Linked DNA regions of Drosophila melanogaster: region 2 is linked to region 1. Evidence: chromatin contacts called from public targeted proximity ligation data. All regions are on one chromosome and are shown on one strand. The core of a region is the stretch at or near the end of the contact, and the rest is flanking DNA. Distances in the headings are between cores, read along the strand shown.

What was found.
Region 2: a contact with region 1 is called in a targeted proximity ligation map of the Kc167 cell line, with 4 times the contacts expected there. A contact is called at or near these places in 31 of 107 Hi-C or Micro-C datasets (the Clone 8 cell line, the D17-c3 cell line, the Kc167 cell line and 8 more) and 6 of 7 datasets of targeted methods (the Kc167 cell line and the S2 cell line).

What each region holds. Positions count from the first base shown.
Region 1 is chr3L:590,947-596,343 of dm6, reverse strand. MED14 (Mediator complex subunit 14) reads right to left here and starts at 3,098. Exons shown (of 9, transcript NM_167835.2): 1 at 2,841-3,098; 2 at 2,684-2,778; 3 at 2,053-2,618; 4 at 1,493-1,990; 5 at 1,061-1,428; 6 at 768-1,002; 7 at 74-709; 8 at 1-17. The coding sequence starts at 2,918.
Region 2 is chr3L:651,112-656,508 of dm6, reverse strand. It overlaps Rev1 (DNA polymerase Rev1), which reads right to left and starts at 2,146. Exons shown (of 7, transcript NM_138203.3): 1 at 2,032-2,146; 2 at 616-1,973; 3 at 279-561; 4 at 1-216. The coding sequence starts at 2,067. It overlaps MED30 (Mediator complex subunit 30), which reads left to right and starts at 2,420. Exons shown (of 1, transcript NM_138202.4): 1 at 2,420-3,522. The coding sequence starts at 2,499. The coding sequence ends at 3,455. Gale (UDP-galactose 4'-epimerase) reads right to left here. Exons shown (of 4, transcript NM_138200.4): 4 at 5,198-5,397. CG3402 reads left to right here and starts at 3,628. Exons shown (of 3, transcript NM_138201.4): 1 at 3,628-3,798; 2 at 3,937-4,065; 3 at 4,233-4,967. The coding sequence starts at 3,745. The coding sequence ends at 4,421.

The DNA.
Region 1 (5,397 bases), core at 1,849-4,348:
ACAAAGGGAAAGACGTTCTAAAAAATGAAGGTAAGTTAATAAATGCAGACGAATGCACGTGTATTATACTAACTATTTAGCAGCTGCTCAGCAAAGTCGTAAACCAGCGTGTAAAGGTACACGATTTTCGACCAGTCGTTTAGCAAATCCTCAACTGTTTTTGAAAAGTCGTAGTTCGCCTGTTCGTAGGTGAGGTAAACAGTCCGCCGACTGCCCTGCTCCTTCGGATGGCTACTTTGCAGCGGTGTGCTGTAGAAGACGAACTCCACTACCCAGATCCGGACCTGGCTGTTCTTGTTGGTCTGTGAACGAATCGATATGGAGAGAACGCGACGCATTAGGTCGTCCCACACGTGGGAGTCGATTTTCGGCAGTCCAGAGGTACCACTTGGCTTATTTTCTCCTGCCACTGCAGGTGCTCCCTGTTGCTGCTGTTGTTGGGTTGCAAAGGTTGTTTTTCCTGGCTGTGGTAAGGCCAGTATCTTCAGAACAAGTGACGTGGCATTCGCTTCCACCTGCAGTCCGCTGTGGGGAATATTGTGCTTGGACAGCGTCTGGGCTAGGTTCATGAACGGTATCTTTTCATCGCACATGGCCACCACATGAGCCAGCTCGGGAATGAAGTAGGCAGGAAATATGGTCTTTTGTTGTTTAGCTGGAGGAGCCAGCAAATCCCCATTCGACTTTCGTTTGTGCGGGGAAACCTCCGCTAAAAGATGGATTGTTTGATAATATGGAAAAGGGATTTAAAGTGTCATTGTGCTCACCGTCCACCTCAGTGCCAGGTCCATGAGTGGCAACAAAAGTATCAAACTCAATAAGGCGCATCAGCTTGGTGTAACACTTTGGAATGTCCGAATGCGGTTGGGCCACTATAGACACCAGCTGCATGGCGGAGTCGTCTATAACATCCAGCTCGTCCTTTTGGTAGGCCACGAAGCCCAGGTGAAAGGTGTATTCCATTTCGTTGGGCATGGTAGTCTTTTCCTTGAGTTGAACCACCTGGAATGAATCAATGTTTTCATATTTTCACAATTACACTTACTAAATGTATAATTACCAAAACAATATTTGGATGCCTGTGCAGCTTGACATAAATCTTGTGCCTGCCCGGCTGCAAAATCTCCTGATCAGGCTGCACAAGAAATGGAAGTGTCTCGGTGGCCGTAGCCGGAAGATGTTGTAGGGTTTTGTCGCACCTCCGATGGGTGATCCAAAAGCGCAGCTCCGAAAGCAAAGCGGGCAGCTTGCTGCGATCCCCATTGAGGCAGTCCTGCATCTCCTCCATTATCGGACAGTCCAGATGCTTGGGCACATGACAACGGAACATGCCTGTGTGGGTGTCAATGGTGATGTGAATCTGCTCGGCCCTCAGACAGGGCGAGAGTACGGGGACGGTCAAAATAGCAGGAGTTCCTTGGAGGTTGACTGTCATTGGGAGAACAGGGATTAGTTAGTCCTCGATAATCTACCTAGTTAAGTTTTACTTTACACTCACAGTCAACATCTTTCAAAAAAGCCTGAAACTCCAGCTTGAGATCGCTCAGCCTGGACACCGATCGTATGTAGACAGTATGTACAATTAGGCGCTCCATCGAAAGGTGTTCAGAGCGTACGGCCCGATCCGCCACTTCGGCAGACTCCTTGGCGCCCAGTGAGGGCACGTGGACCACTGCCAACGGACGCCCGATCTCGCTGGGATCCGATTGAACGGTTAGGCGGTAGCCCAGCTCCGACTTTAGATCACGCCAATACGACACCGTCAGTTTTACGCCTGGTACGTACTCTTCCACAGTTATATTGTTGTCGTCCAGTCTTTCGTAGTTCAAACGCAGGGTCTGCGTGTACAGAACCTCCAGCTGCAGGGATTGGCAGAAGTAGTGCAGACAGTTGTAGACCTCGCTAAGAGCATTGGGATTCTCTACTAGGCGTGCCTGGATGAGCTGATGGATGTAGTTGACCTGCAGCGGATGCACCAGCGATTTTCCGTCTATCAAAGTCAATGATTTTAGTACATAATATAGACTTATGAGAGAATTACAGATTCCTTACCTCCCGTCTCCTTGTCCTCTACGAGCACATCGATGTCCAGCAGCCGCCAAGGTACTGTGGGATTATCCCCCATTACGGTCAGTGAAACGCTAAACTCGTGCTTCACCTCGAAGGTGACTCGTCCGTTGCGAATGCGAAATTCTCTCATCTGGGGCAAAAGTTTTCCTGTGACCAGGCGGTGCTGGATGACTTGGTTCAGGCGGAGCAGTGTCTGTCTCTTCTCCGCCGGCGTAATTGCATCGGCCGGCACAATACGCTCGCGTATACAGGTGGGTAGACGATTATATGTGCCAGTAGTCAGAACTTCGACGGCGGCGGGTATGTGAAAGTTGGGCAATCGAGCACGAACCAAAGTTTCACGAGACATGCGCGCCAGCATGTCGGCGGTCTCCACAAAAAGCATGTTCTGCTTGTCCAGGAAGCTCATTATCTGCGACGATTTGTCCACCTTGGACACCGAGTTGCCCCATTTGACCAGCGCATTCAGCCTGGTGAACAAATGGCGGGTGCGTGCCGCGTAGTTGTAGATCTCCACCTTGCGTTCCATGTCCGTTTTGCGTGGTAATCTAAAATTCGCGGTAAGCAAGCCTCAGTTAAACATATAAATATACTCATTCAAACATTTACTCACAGTTCAGCCAGTACAGTTAGTTCATGATACGTCCGCTGGATGATGAAGTCGATCAGCACCGACATGGACATGGTGTTGATCCGGGGGCCGCCCTCCTGTGAAGCACAATGTATCCATTGTATGGAGATGGGATAATGAGTTTGGCAGCAACACTCACCTGGGCAGCGGGCAGGTAGCCTCCTCCGCCACCGCCAACACCAGGCATTTGCTCGAGGGGCAAGGGGGTGGGCGCCATGATGTTTGCTGTTTGTTCCCTGTCTGCTCCGCGTCTTTTGCTTTGCGTTTCTTATGGTTTATGGATGGCCTTTCTAGTTGTGCATATTTTAGTGCAGTTTTGGCCCGCTTACGTGCGTTTTCCGGTGAATTTCGCGAAAATTCGGCAGCGCAGCAAAATTCTATTATTGCTCGATTGGCGAACCGATAAACGTGTCATCGATTTTAGGAGGCGTTAGTTGTACGAAAGTATCGGTGTTACCGTTTGACTTGCGCACTTTTTAGTATTTATCAACTAATACATTAATACTGCATTCCAGTAATATACGTATTTTTACATATAATTTTTAAATATTCTACATGCAAAATATGTAGATACAATTTAAAATTTTCACATATCATGCATAAATTATATTATAATTATTATTATATTATTATATTATTATTATTATTATTAGTTAACACTTATTATTTATAAGCTGCTTAATTAATAATCTCACATTGTTAAGAGTTTTTGGATTTCTTTTATTGGTCTGTAGACAAAATATTAAATTATTTATTTTGCCCAATAAATCGCAGTCTCACATGATCGCCTGATCGGGTTTTATCTTAATTTAATGAATGTTCTCCGAATGTTTTATTTTATATATAATATTTACTTTTTAACTTCATCGTAGTGCCAGGTTCATAACCAAATTCCGCTGGCACTGCCAATTATAGACAGCGGGAAAAGTTCATTGACCAAGTCAGCTTTCCATTACCATTACCACTACCACGGGCACTCGGGTGTTTTAGTTTTCCTCATGTGGCGGCTGTTAAAAATAAGGAAAACAAAAACATTTCCGCTTTTGTTTCTTTGAATTTTGACACGGTTGATGTTTGGCTGCCATTGCACATGGCACTCGGAGCCTCCCCGATCCCGATCCCCATACCCCTCTCTCTCACAATCCGATCCCATCCCCAATAAACAGCCACTGATTCAAGTGGCGGCACATGCCAACCCTCCGTCTCTATCCTCACCCACCAAAAAACACATTCGTTTGGGCCTTGCAAAGTGGCAGCCACCTTCGGAATCGCTCCACTTGCTCTTGGAAAGTTCTCGCAGATGGGTGGCAGGGGGATCGGGACTAGGGACTCGGGATCGGTACTCGGTACTCGGAGTTTGAACTTCCCGCAACTATAGCTCTCCCCTAATTGGTATAAATAGAACTTTATGATCTCGCCACGGAACGGCACGATCCAAAACTTTGATTCCGCGCCCAGGAATTACTCACACTCACATATCCGGCCCGAAGGCCCTCCCTACCCACCTTCCATCCGCATCCAGATCCATTTCCATATCCACATCCATCCGACAAAACCCTTGAGTTCACAAGGAGTTCCCGTAAACAGGATGCGGCTGGACCTGAAATTAGGTGCTGAAGTTGCACCGCTCCGCATAAGTTATTGCCACTCGATCTCGGGCCAGATCCATTGATCTGATTTCGATCCATCACTACAATTGGGGATAATTTACTAACCCACATCATTGTGGATCTTTATTTACCAAACAAAGGCGGAGCAAGTTGTGTGCCTTCTTTACTTCTTGTTGAATTTCGCATTACGGCGGATTTCGCTTATTTATCTGCGTAAATAATTGGACACCGTCTGGAATTTGCAAATGTGGATTCGATTCACTTGCGGATTCAATTCAGACGATATACCCAATACGTACAGAAGTGCACCACCACGTAGCCCTCTGCCTTTTACCTACGCAGAGAATGAGATCCCAACCACCCGATCTTGGCGGCAGCAGTTAAAAATAAAGATCCAGGGGCACTTAATAAGCGGTCATGCACTGCGGGAAATCGGATGCTTGATGCTTGAAATCACGTAGATACTAAGAAGAGGTCAAGTTCAGGCTATAATTATGAAGTTTGGATTATTGTCTCATTTCCCATGACCAGTTTACTGAGTATTCTCTCAGTGTGTGGAGTTGTAGAAGGAGTTGCAGTATGGAAGATTGGATCCCGCAATTGCGCAGCAAGTGAGAAAAGCGTACCGATCCCCGACGGTCTGGGATCTGGAGGGGCTTCCAGGGATGGGGAAGCGCTGAAGGCTGGAACCAGGACGAAAATAGATTTATGGCCGCCAGTCACGACGTCTTCGGCGGTTTTCCAGAATCGCACGCTCCGGGTGAGGCCATGGTGTATGGGTATGCTAGGGGTGTACTATGAACCGCGCTGATCCACAGCAATTTGCTGGGCCGCCAGTTGGGGACACTTCCTTTGTGGGACTTCCTTTCTTGTCTTATTAATTGCCGTGATTAAAGTCGACGCAAAATGTCTTTAGCACATGTCACGCTGGCAGAAGAAGGCCTTTCCCGTGTCCAAAGCTCCGCGATGACGGTGATGCATGGCTATGGCCCAGCCTGACCTTACCACTCAAATTGCATTTCCATGTTGGCGCCAGACAAAGCCCACCCCTTCTTCCCCTTCCTTCCCTTCCTCTTAGCTTTTCCA
Region 2 (5,397 bases), core at 897-3,396, 61 kb before region 1:
TATATCGCAAACTCCGTGGCCCATGTACTTGGAGGTTTCGACTGGCGCTTCGGCGGCGCGCACCATTATCTTCAGATTAATCGATCTAGCTTTGCGCCTTATCTCAACCAGACGCTTAGTAACCTCTTCGCTGAGCTGACACAGAAATTGTTCGCACTCGACCGAGTTGGTAAAGCGAATACCAAAGTTCATTTCGGCAGAAACTGTTTTGCGGATCTAAACGAAAAGTACGGTATTAGAAACAAATATGTGGGACGCAATAAAATCTGCACACCAACCTGCTCGTAAGCCAAAGGACGATCATCAATTCCTCTGCAGTTCTGGAACAAATTCTGTCCAAGTTTCTTGCCCAGCACTTTTTCCATCTTCTCCAACGTTGTATTCTGAACATCTCCACAATTATTCAGTCCCGCCTGTTTGAGCTTATGGCTTATGCTGCTGCCCACACCGGGCAGTAAATCCAAAGACATCGGCGCCATATAGGCCAAAATATCATTGCTCGAATCCAACAAGAACTGGCCATTCGGCTTGGCCTCCTTGGTGGCCATACGCGCCAGCAACCTATAATATATATAATATATATTATAATTGTAAAAGGCTTATTTGGTCTCTCACTTGTTGCCTGCCACTCCTGCTGAGCACGGACATCCCGTTTTGGAGTAAACCTCCTGCCTGAGGTGACTCACAAAAGCCATCACATCTACATTGAGTTCGTGTGCCAGATCGGTTAGCTCCACAAACATCTCGTCGCAACTCACAGCCTCGATATTTAAGGTATACTGAGCCACTGTGTCGTACAGAGTGAAAGCCACCTCCTTGTAGCCTTCGAAGTCGTACGGAATCGTCTTTAACTCCGGGCACAGCTTCAGGGCCTGGCCCACAAACATGCCATTGCGGATACCCTTTTCCCGCGCCTCGTAGCTGCAGGAGGCGATCTCCGAGAGCGACATTTTCTTGTCGAAGCCCGAGCGCACCTTTTCCGCCTTGTCTCCATCGTGGAAATGGTGCTCGAAGCGCTGGGCAAAGAGTTCCAGCTCTGCCTTTCGGTCCGCCTGCGGATGCACCGGTACATCGGTGGCTGCGTTACCTCCCTTCGAGTGGGTCACCGCAATCGGCAGCCCACGAAGCTCAGGACGGGTTCTTAGGCCCACGGACACAAAGAAGCAGTCCATGTCAATGTGCATCACATAGCGTTCCAAACAATTGTGGTGTGAATTAGCAAGGGACTTCAGTGTCTCTCTTTTGGGAAAGCCCTGGGTACCATGCTTCTGACGCAACCGGCAGACATACTGCTTGAAACCCGCGCCTAGAGTGGCGATGTGATGCAGTCGTGAGTTCTTATAGAATTCACTTAAGAAATTTGGATCCGCGGCTGTGCGAGCGGTGGTGGAGTTATTCGAGGTGGTGGATAAGTTTGTGATCTTGCTCTCTGATGCACTGGCCTCCTTTTCCGGCGAAGTGGCCACAGCCTGCTGCAAATTCTTGAGAATGCCACCCAACTCCATTTGCGTTTCATCTTTTGTAGAGTCTACTTCCACTTCCGCTTTATCTTTCGGCGGCTCCACATCCGATTTGCTCTCATTTGCGCCGTTGTCTTTGGGTTTCCCAAAGATGAGCATGGGCTGCGATGTCTTCTGGTTCGTGTACAGCAGATAGGGTTTGTAGTCTACTATCTTCTTTTTCTCCAGACAATCCACCACCCACTTGGCGCTGATGAACTTGCTGAGATTCATGTTCCTGACCTTCACATCGGGCAGAACGGAGGCTATTATGTACGTCGTGTGGCTCCTTTCGTAGTGGTGAAAGGTCCCGCCGTGCACCATCATAATACGCTTCAGTTCATCCGCCGAAGGGTCAGTCCGGCCGTTCACAAATATAGAAATTCCTTGGAAGAGGTCCGACTTGCGAAATGGATCGCTGGCGGCAGCGAACTGCTCCTCAAGTTTAGATTTCTTGGCTTCGAAGTAGCCGCCCTGAAAAGAGCAGGTTTGGTTTATGTACAATGTTTTTAGCATTTTATCTACATCTTACCCATTCACTAAAACCATTATCCTCATCGCGGGTCATTTTTAATCGTTTAAAAGCATGAAAAAGCCAAAATTGAATTCCACCAATACCGCTCAGCTGACACACCTATGTTCATTATTTTTGCGCGCATGTGGCAACTCTCTTTTCGCATGGACGCATTCCTAACGAGTTTTGCAGGGGGCTATTATTACCATTTTGGATTTGACTAAGAATTTAAATTTTAGTAATCACCAAATAAAAACTTAGTAAAAACACTCAAATTTATCTAGTGAAGATAATCTAGATCTAGATCTAGATCTATCATTTAGGATTGGTAATTTAAAACCCGCGACTTCACAGCTGTTTGCGAGCATACAGTTTCAGCGTTATCTAACACTATCCGTTTTGTTTTATGTTATCGACAACAGTGTCATTTGCCAAAGTTTATCGTTCTGCGTGATATTTTGTTTATTTTATAAGAACGTTGCAAAATGTGGAAATACGGTCAAAACCAGGGTAATCAGGGACCATCGAGCGGCGGCGGAGGAGGCGGGGGCCCCAACATGATGCCGATGGGTGGATTTGGCATGCAGCACGGCAATATGCAGCAAATGCACATGTCGCCTCAACATCAACAGCAGCAACAACAAATGGGCATGATGGGCGGCCCGGGTAGCATGCAGATGAATCCCCAAGGACCTGGAGGTCCTGGCGGCCTGATGCCCGGCATGTCTCCGCAGCACCAGATGCAGCAACAGCAGCAGCAGCAGATGATGCAGCAGCAAATGATGGTGCCCCAACAAGGAGTGGGCGTCGGAGTGGGAATGGGCGGTGGTGTGGGAATGGGCGGAGGGGGAGTGGTTCCACAGCAGCAGCAACAGCAGCCCCAACAAAACATGCCCCAGCAGAACATTCCCCAACAGCAACAGCAACTCAATCCGGTCGCAGGAATTCCACCCGGTGGAGCCGGGGGCAGCAACAATATGCTGGCTATCTCGCAGCAAAATCCTCACAAGGAGATTAACATTGTGCAGCTGTCCCGTCTCGGTCAGGAAACGGTGCAGGATATCGCCTCGCGCTTCCAGGAGGTCTTCGCCTCCCTCAAGGGCATCCAGCCCACCTCGCACAGGGAAAACAGCTCCGAGAAGAAGGTGCAGGAGTACTTCCGCACCATCCGGCTGCTCTTCAAGAGGGTGCGCATCATCTACGAGAAGTGCAACGACGCCGGAATGGATTACATGAGCGCCGAGAGTCTGATTCCCTACCGCGATGAGCCGGAACCGAGAATCGAGCCCTCGCTGTGCGATGAGTACCGGAAAGTCCTGCAGGAGAACCATGAACTCATAGAGACCGTCAAGCTGAAGAACAGGCAGCTACGCGAGATCATCGATCGGACACGCATCATCATCTGGGAGATCAACACCATGCTGGCCATGCGGCGCTCATAGGCATAGGGACTCTAGATGTATAATATAGTATAAATAAAACTAAGAAACATTGCCAAACAGCAATCGTAAAGACCTTCATGTTTTTATTTTATATGAAAAGTATATATTTAAAGTCAGCGGCAGTCGCTGGCAACAATCGCATTATTGCTGCAACCTATCGATTTTTCGCCATCGATAAATGATTGCGAGGAAGAAGCAGAGTTTGTTGTGGGCGACAATCTTAAGACGAATTTACCAGCGGAATCTTAGCTAATCTAGCAAATTAAAGTTAGTCAAAGCATCGGTAGACATGGCGAAAATGGCATTCCAGCACCAGGCCGGCACGGCGATGGAGTGCTTGAGCGTAAGTTGCGAACGAACTAAACCTGGCTCACACGCACAGTCGCCTGTGTGTGTATAGGTGAAATTGGGTCGCTGGAGCAAAAAAGACAAGCCACTTTCAAATTCGAGTGATTGATGAAATGTGACTCACAATTCCCAGATTCCCATCACGCTGCACAAGGAGAAGGACTACGACCAGGAGGGGCGCGAGATCCTCAAGTGCGGCTTCAAGATCGGCGGCGGAATCGACCAGGACTACAAGAAAAGCCCTCAGGGATACACGGATTATGTGAGAAACTTGGGAAACACTAGAACCTAATTCCGGGCATAAAAGAGAGCTTCAATCTTAAAGCTAATAATTATAGCTCTCCTTGAAAGTCGGGGAATTTAGTTTTAGTTCGGTATCTTAAGAGCAGTTTCAATGTTACAATGTTACGTTTTCCCCTTTGAAAATAGGGCATCTATGTGACCGAGGTGCACGAGGGCAGTCCCGCCGCCCGAGCAGGTCTGCGGATCCACGACAAGATCCTGCAGTGCAACGGCTACGACTTCACCATGGTCACCCACAAAAAGGCCGTGAGCTACATCCGGAAAAACCCGATACTCAACATGCTGGTGGCCCGCAAGGGCGTGACCTCCACATAAGTGGTGCTCGGAGCAGGGTCTCCACAGACTACAGCAGTATTTAAGCGGCATTTAAACTATCCCCTCCACCGCCCCTCTGGGCTACGGATCTCTTTGCCTCCTGCAACCTATGCGAATACTTAGAACTACCATATTATACATATTAATTCATTACGTATGCATATCGCACACACATGTAGCCAGACGTAAATGTAGCACCTAGTAATGCTTCTTGTTGAATTCGATTTCTTTGCCTCTCCATCACTTGTTGAACGAATCGCCAAGCTCCTAAGTGTAAAACAGATTGCCAAATACCGATACAAACAAACACTCCCAGAAACAACAGGCTCGAATATAAACAATTTTGTACTTTTATACGTGCAGACCATTCCAAAACCAAACAGAAGCAGCAGCCGAACGCAGAGTTGTTGAAAGAAACATACATTCATAGTACATACTTGTGATAAATGACTTTAACTGTGCAGATATGTGCGAAGAAGGCGCATCACTTAAGTTTAAAATTGAGTTTTTAATGTTATATTGCATTTGAATAAATGTTTGCTAAATAAATGTGCGAGTTAGACGTCTTCTTGTAACTTTGGTCAGCTTAATGTGATTATGCCATTTTTGATTAAGATCTGACAAATGGTTGATGCAGTTGTGTGTTTATTTTACCTAATGCCAAGTGTAATCTCCCAGTGCCACCTTGTCGGTGACCTTAATTACGTGATTGCGCCAATTGGCACGCGTCAATGATGCCAGCGGTCACCAAACGCGTAAATGACGGTCACAAAATTACATGACAACAGCGAAAAGCCTTTTTAATTACAAAGTACTTTGGATTACATACGCACACTTGCACACATCGAAGTGAGCGAATACTACACGAAATTTGGAAAGAAATATACACAACTAGAGGCAAATAGAAATTGCTACCTGAGCCATTATCAGGCGTAGTAACTCAGGAACTTGCGGAGCGGCAGGAACGTGGCGATAT